2 separate regions of the Gossypium hirsutum genome follow, and region 1 is linked to region 2. The links are chromatin contacts, called in public Hi-C maps. All regions are on one chromosome and are shown on one strand. The core of a region is the stretch at or near the end of the contact, and the rest is flanking DNA. Distances in the headings are between cores, read along the strand shown.

Evidence for each region. Hi-C and Micro-C count contacts between places; a contact is called where the count stands out from the background.
Region 1: a contact with region 2 is called in a Hi-C map of leaf, with 3 times the contacts expected there. The contact joins the enhancer-like site here to the promoter of LOC107941473 in region 2. A contact is called at or near these places in 3 of 34 Hi-C or Micro-C datasets (all in leaf).

Annotation. Positions count from the first base shown.
Region 1 is chrD12:14,631,191-14,634,257 of Gossypium_hirsutum_v2.1, forward strand. No RefSeq gene overlaps it. Among protein-coding and RNA genes, the nearest start is that of LOC121224520, 20 kb to the right of the region's middle. Within about 2 kb of position 1,576, at least 6 of the 9 cell types and tissues checked have an H3K27ac peak or open chromatin away from gene starts, as enhancers often do. A contact at or near this core is called in leaf, where this site is marked.
Region 2 is chrD12:14,275,251-14,278,797 of Gossypium_hirsutum_v2.1, forward strand. It overlaps LOC107941473 (precursor of CEP5), which reads right to left and starts at 1,259. Exons shown (of 1, transcript XM_016875043.1): 1 at 954-1,259. The coding sequence starts at 1,259. The coding sequence ends at 954.

The sequences.
Region 1 (3,067 bases), core at 326-2,825, 360 kb after region 2:
TGAGTATACAAAGAAAGTTGGAAATATTTATTAATTATGAGTTGTGTTGTATGATTCTATGCTTTAAATGAATTGGAGATTCAATTATGACACGATTTGTGATTACTATTTAATTTGATAGCTTTCCTAACATTAGGGGTGAGAGAAATAAAATTTAGATGAAATAGATTATTGGAATAAATTATCATTATCTAGATCCTCCTAGAAAGAAATTTTAATCAGAAGTTCAAAAGAATAATTCACTTTAGTGCAAGTTAACAGCCAAATATATTATCTGATCTAATTAAAAATAACCAAGTTTTATGTACCATATGATGTTTTTAAGTCCTAGTAGTACTACCATGGTAGAAAAAAATGAAAGTATTACATGCCTAATGTATTGTAGATTGATTGGTTCCAAAGATAAAATTATTGTACAATAAAATAATAAATATAGACTGTCTTTTTTTTGAAACAAAAACTACCACAAGGGTCAACTAAGACTAATTAAGAAACATCACAAAATACAGCATTGTGGATTTCGGGCAGATAATCCAATTCAAACAAACTATTTTTGGCCTCACTATACATTTTTTTACAAAGTAAATGGGCCACCTTATTACAAGACCGTTCGGTCCAAATTAAATTGGCAGAATTAAAAAATTCAAAGGCAACAGCACAATCCTTAATTCGTGCGCCAATTATTGTGACGTCATTGACTAAATTGTTTAGTCTGTTGACCAACCCCACATGGTCGGTCTCAAAAGGAACGTGTTCTTTTAACTGTAGTCTGCGCGCCACTTTAATGCTCTCTTCAAAGGCCACGCACTCGACTTCTTCCACAGAAATCCCACCCTCTTTGAAATCCCCACCGGCACCTAGAACAAAACCTTCTTCATCTCTGACGACCATCCCGTACCCGATTCTATTTTCGCCAACAGTAGCGTTAAAATTTATTTTAATAAATCCCTTTGGAGGTTTATTCCACTTTTTCTCCACGACATTCTGTGGTAGTAGTGGCTCGTTTATCATATTGCATATTCGAAACTCCTTGCTGAAGTTGCTAGCTCTTTCCCATATTTGCTTGGCCTCTTCTTCTTTTCCCCTGAAGATAAAGTTGTTCCTGTTATTCCAGCAGTTCCATAGGGTTGTTATCAAGTTAGCCATAGCTCTCTTGTCAAGGACCCACATCAAGTCTTCCAACCAATCAATGCAGTGATCGTAATTCTTAGAAATAAAGCTCCTGGACCACCCTCCGATCGACAAGACTGCTTTCGAGGTTGGGCAGTCTTTTAATGCATGCAACACAGTTTCGGTCTCTGCTCCACATCGAGGATATCCCTTGTCAAGACACTGTCTGATAGAGGCGATCTTACTATTCGTGGGGAGGATTTCATGCCCCACCCTCCACGCAAAAACCTGGATCTTCGGTAGAGTATCAAGCTTCCATAATACTTTCCAAAGGAACCTGTGAGGGCCGTATCCCATTTCTTTCAGTAACAGCCATGAATAGGCAGATTTTGAAGTATAAAACCCGTGAGGGTTATGAAACCATATCATTCTATCTTCCTGACCCTCCCCTCCAATGGGAATATTGCAAATCTTGTCCCCCCAGTCTTGTCCATACACGTGCCTGACTTTATTAACCTTCCAACACCTCCGATCCATATGCCAAAGATTTTTCACACTCTTTTCATCTCTTTTTAGAGTGTTGCTTATAATAATGTCCCCATTGAGCCCTTCCATTCCCCAATTATCCTCCCAAATATTTATCCTCTCGCCGTTTCCAATCTGCCATCCAAAGCCATCTTTAAGCGCTTCCGCTGTTGTCGCAATACTTGTCCAAGTGAATGACGCTTTGTCCACCTTTTTAAATTAAAAATGTTTCATCAGGAAAATATTTTGAATACAAGACATTGAAGCAGAGAGTGTTTGTATTGTTTATTAGTCTCCACACTTGACGCCCTAAGAGAGCCAGGTTGAAGAGTCGCACATTTCTAATTCCAAGACCTCCCATAGCCTTCGGCTTACACAGCATTTTCCATGGGATCATTGTCTAGAATCTCCCTTTATCTTTTCCCGTCCACCATGTTCTGCTAAGCTTAGCCTGAATGTCATCGATGATGCTTTTGGGGGTCAAAAAAATTGACAGAGCGTACGTAGGGATGGATTGGAGAACCGCTTTAATGAAGATTTCTTTTCCCCCAAACGAGAGCAATCTCTTTGTCCAGTTGTTAACCCTGCAAGACAATCTATTAGTAATCTCTTGGAAAGCCACTGTTTTTTTCTTACCAATCGGGATAGGAAGGCCAAGGTAGTTGTTTAAGTTTTCCACCACCGTCATGCCTAGGAGGCCACTAAGGATTGTTCTCTGGTCACGTGAGGTGTTAAGACTGAAAAGGACCATTGACTTTTCAAAATTAATCTCTTGCCCTGAAATATTAACGAAAGTGTTAAGCATGTTAACAAGGTTCTCCACATCACTCTTTTTATTTCTCACAAATAATAGTGCATCATCAGCAAAAAACAAATGATTTATTCTAGGGCTGTCTCTGCTAGCCCTAATGCCTCTTAAAACGTTGTTCTCCTCAGCATGGATAAGCATTCTAGAGAGAGCTTCCATACAAAATAAGAACAAATAAGGAGAGAGAGGATCCCCTTGTACTAAACTAATTATTAAAATTCTAGGAGAGAATTAGGTACCTGAAGACAAAAAATAATGAAAATAAAGAAATCTCAACAAGTTGGTTCAATATGAGAAAATGTGGAACTTAAAATGAAAAGTTGTTGACAATGATTTTGTAATGTTGAAATAATGACAGAAAGTAAAGATCTTGAATAAATTTGTCTAGAAATAAGATATTGATTATATTGACCAAAATAGAAAGACACAATTCTAGTAGAATTAAATTCGTGAAGTTTCCGGACCAGTAGTCCAAACATCTAAAGGTATAATTATAATGAGGACACAAATGAAGTAGTTTTGTGAAAACGAAATAAGAAATATGAAAGCTTTTCGTTAAGTCATAGCATTGATTGTGAAAAATATAATATTCTTTTGTGATAGATGCAATAACCTTTAGATATC
Region 2 (3,547 bases), core at 9-2,508:
TTGTGTCTCTTTGAGCTTACTCAATTCTTTTCACATATTTGAAGCATTATACGTTGTATATAAATACATATATGCTCTGAGGGTTTCTCCATTCTTTCAACTTCCTTTTCTTATAGACGATATCCGAAAGAAATGTCAATATTACAGTATTTAGTGAATATCAATCAAACCTCAAATCCGCCATTTGAACTTCAGATTTCATAAAACGGCATGCAACTTAGAGGAGTTTGACATCTTAAGTAGAATAAATAAACTTCTTACACTAAATTTGATATTAGTATTATTTTTACGCATTTGTTACGAACCCCATTCGTCCATCAAGAAGTTATGATGGGCCATCTTCAATTCTATAACCAAGTTGGTAATCTTGTTCATTACGGCTTTTTTTTTCCCTAGCATATGCCTCGGTTGCTTGGGCTCCTTTGGATACCGAAGCAATTCCAGTACGGTGTTTAAAAGATTTTTTTGGTGCAATCACACCATTCTTTCTGTTTGGATAATTTTACCCCAGTTTACTAGACGACCTGGATATTAGTGGGACTAAAATGTTTCACTGACGGAAAAATTATAGGTTTATTTACTTAAAAAATAAAAACAATTTTAGAATTTAATAAATCATTAATTATTTATTTTGAATAAATTATTTATTTTAATTTCAGTCAATTTAAATTATTTATTAGCTCTTCAAATATATTTTATACCACTTTAATGATTGAGCTATAGGCAAAGAAGGAACTATAAAATGTAAAAATCCACGAATTTCATTGGCTCACTGACTTCACTAAATATATGTTACAAACACTCAAACCTAAGGTACCTGAAACTGAAATTTAAACTAAGATAAGACAACACAAATAGAAACCGAACCACTTAAGCTGAAATCTTTTCTAGGATAGGAATCTGTGTGGCACTATAATACCATCTGTCTGTCTTCAAAGTAAGGATGTTTTGACCTAGTTTTGAATGGAATGGCCGATACCAGGACTGTGTCCAGGAGATGTGCGCCTGAAATCTTGGTCGTTTTTCGGCGGCGAGGCTCCAATTACCGCAGTTGGTGGTGAAGGTGGAGACTTGGTTTTGTTAACACCATAAATTTTGGGATCAACAATACTCCTACTTTCCTTTGCTAGGATTCTATTAAATGTTCTCACCTTCTGATTCTGCTCCAAAATCAAACGCGTTCCTAAAATTCCCTGAATTTCCAGGAAGAGAGCAAGCGAAAGGAGAACAAGAATAGAGAGAAGATTGTTTTGGGCCATATATAATATAGGTAAAGCCTAAAATGTGGAATTAAAACAAGTGAAGAAGAAGATACTTAGCAACTTTGCTTATAGACTTCTTCGTTCCCCATGGTGCTAGCTCTATTTATAGACGAAGATCGATCGAGAAAAGAGGTGTCAAAAGACTGATAAATATATATATATAAAAGGTGTAAATAAATTACATAATCTTTCTCCACATGCGGCCATAGAGCTTAGGTTATGGTCACTTAAACTCCAACAACAGTTTGCATGGGCCATGCAACTGTTCTTTATTCATTTATTCTCCTCCTCTTCTTAACCTAATGTGATTTCTACTATATATTATTCTCTTATAAGAGTTATGAGTTGTCTACTAATATCAATTAAAGACTTTCAGTCTATCAATATATCCTTTTGTACATGTGATCTATTTTATTGAATACATAGAGTAGTGTACTTAATTAACTTAGCCCCCACCTGCTCACCATTAAGAGTTTATAAAAACATATTTGTGTCAAGAATCTTTTAATATATTGTCTTGTTGTGTACCATGTACAATATATTCAGCTTTCCAACTCAAATTCCCGGCTGTTATAACCCCCCCCATTCTCTCTCTCGTTTCTTTGTAGCTTCTAAAAGTGAAGTGACTTGTAGGTTTTAGAAGCTATGAAAAGCATTTGCAATTGAAGCTGATTTTGCTTTCTGCAACTTCTTGCTGTTGGACCTAACAATTTAATGCTTACTATTTGTTATAATTTCCGAGGGAAAGACTAAACAGGGCTATATATTTTCTGTATACCCGACCTAAAAGAGGCTTAGATAATCAGCCTACACCCACAGTGAAATTGAACTAAAAGAGGCCTTTTAATTCCTTAGATTGGGCTGGAATGGGATGATCATGCATTCTTTTTTTCTTTACAATAACTTTGGAGGGAAATTTTTAAAATTCTTAAGTAATTTAGCAATAAGATATTATGAGATAGTAGTATTTGTGTTTTTTTAGGTAACATGCTTTTAAAAGAAATTAAGTTGTTGAAATTTCGAGAGATAGAAGTTAATTATAAAAGAAGAGCAATGGTTTTCGAAATAAAATAATACATATTAGTATAAAATATATATGCAATATAGGTGCATCAAATTTTCTACAAATTTATAAATATTATGAGTGAATATTTGGTACATTAACTGTGTATTTTTTATTTCATAAATAATCTTAAAAAATTAACATGTGTCTTCTTTTAAATACATTTATATTTTTAATAACTTATTATATCTATATAGGATACTTGTTAACTCTCGATCTGTTTGTGCAGTTTAAAAATTTCACTAACAGTGTACCAAATATTTTTTCAAATATTATTTTAATAATATAAGGTGATTATTTGATACACTTGTGAAGTCTAAAAAATTTCCACCGACGATGGGATAATTTTCCTATAAATTACATAATATATGTTATTTACATTTTTTTAATAGTAAGATTATGTGAATTAAGGGTATATTTGAACACTACAAATTAATTGTATGGGAGTGTAATTATCAGGATAGCAATTAATTACATCTTTTTTAATTACAAACAATTCTTATTCTTAAGATGTGTTTGACTAGTAGAGTGCAATTCTATTTTAATTTGAACTTAAAAAAAAAAGATAAAAATAAAGTTTTAAAGTCACTATGATTCATTGACCATGCGCTTCTCTCCATTTTCACACCCCTCCAAAGAATCCAAAGAATTGAATAGTGTAAATAGGGGTGAACAAAATTCGATTCAAGTAAAAAAATTAAAATTTTCTTCGATTTTCGAGTTAATCGAACTGGGTTATTCTTTTTTTTTTCAAATCAACTCAAACAACTGGTTTGATTTTTTGAATTTGAGTCAAATTGAATTTTACAACTCAAATAATAAATTGATGTAAATACTCAGTGGGTCCCTGACAGTTTTGAAAATGTGCAAATTGGTCCCTTTAAAAATTACAAAAAATTCAAAATATTTATAAAATATTTTTTTCCAATTTTTATAAATATTATATAATTAAAAATATTAAAAATTATACAATAATGCTAAATTATACTCTCTCTTTTTAATTCTAAAATAATAATTTTAAGGCTTTAAACAAATAAATTATCAAATCAAATTTATCATTCCAATTATCTTATCTTCTTTCTCTTATTTTTGTTTTGAAGAGAGTTCTTAAATATATATATATAATATTTTTAATTTAGAATTTAATCATATTAATATTTATATTCTTTAATTTAGAATTTAATCATATTATCATAAAATTTGAATATGATCGATTTATATT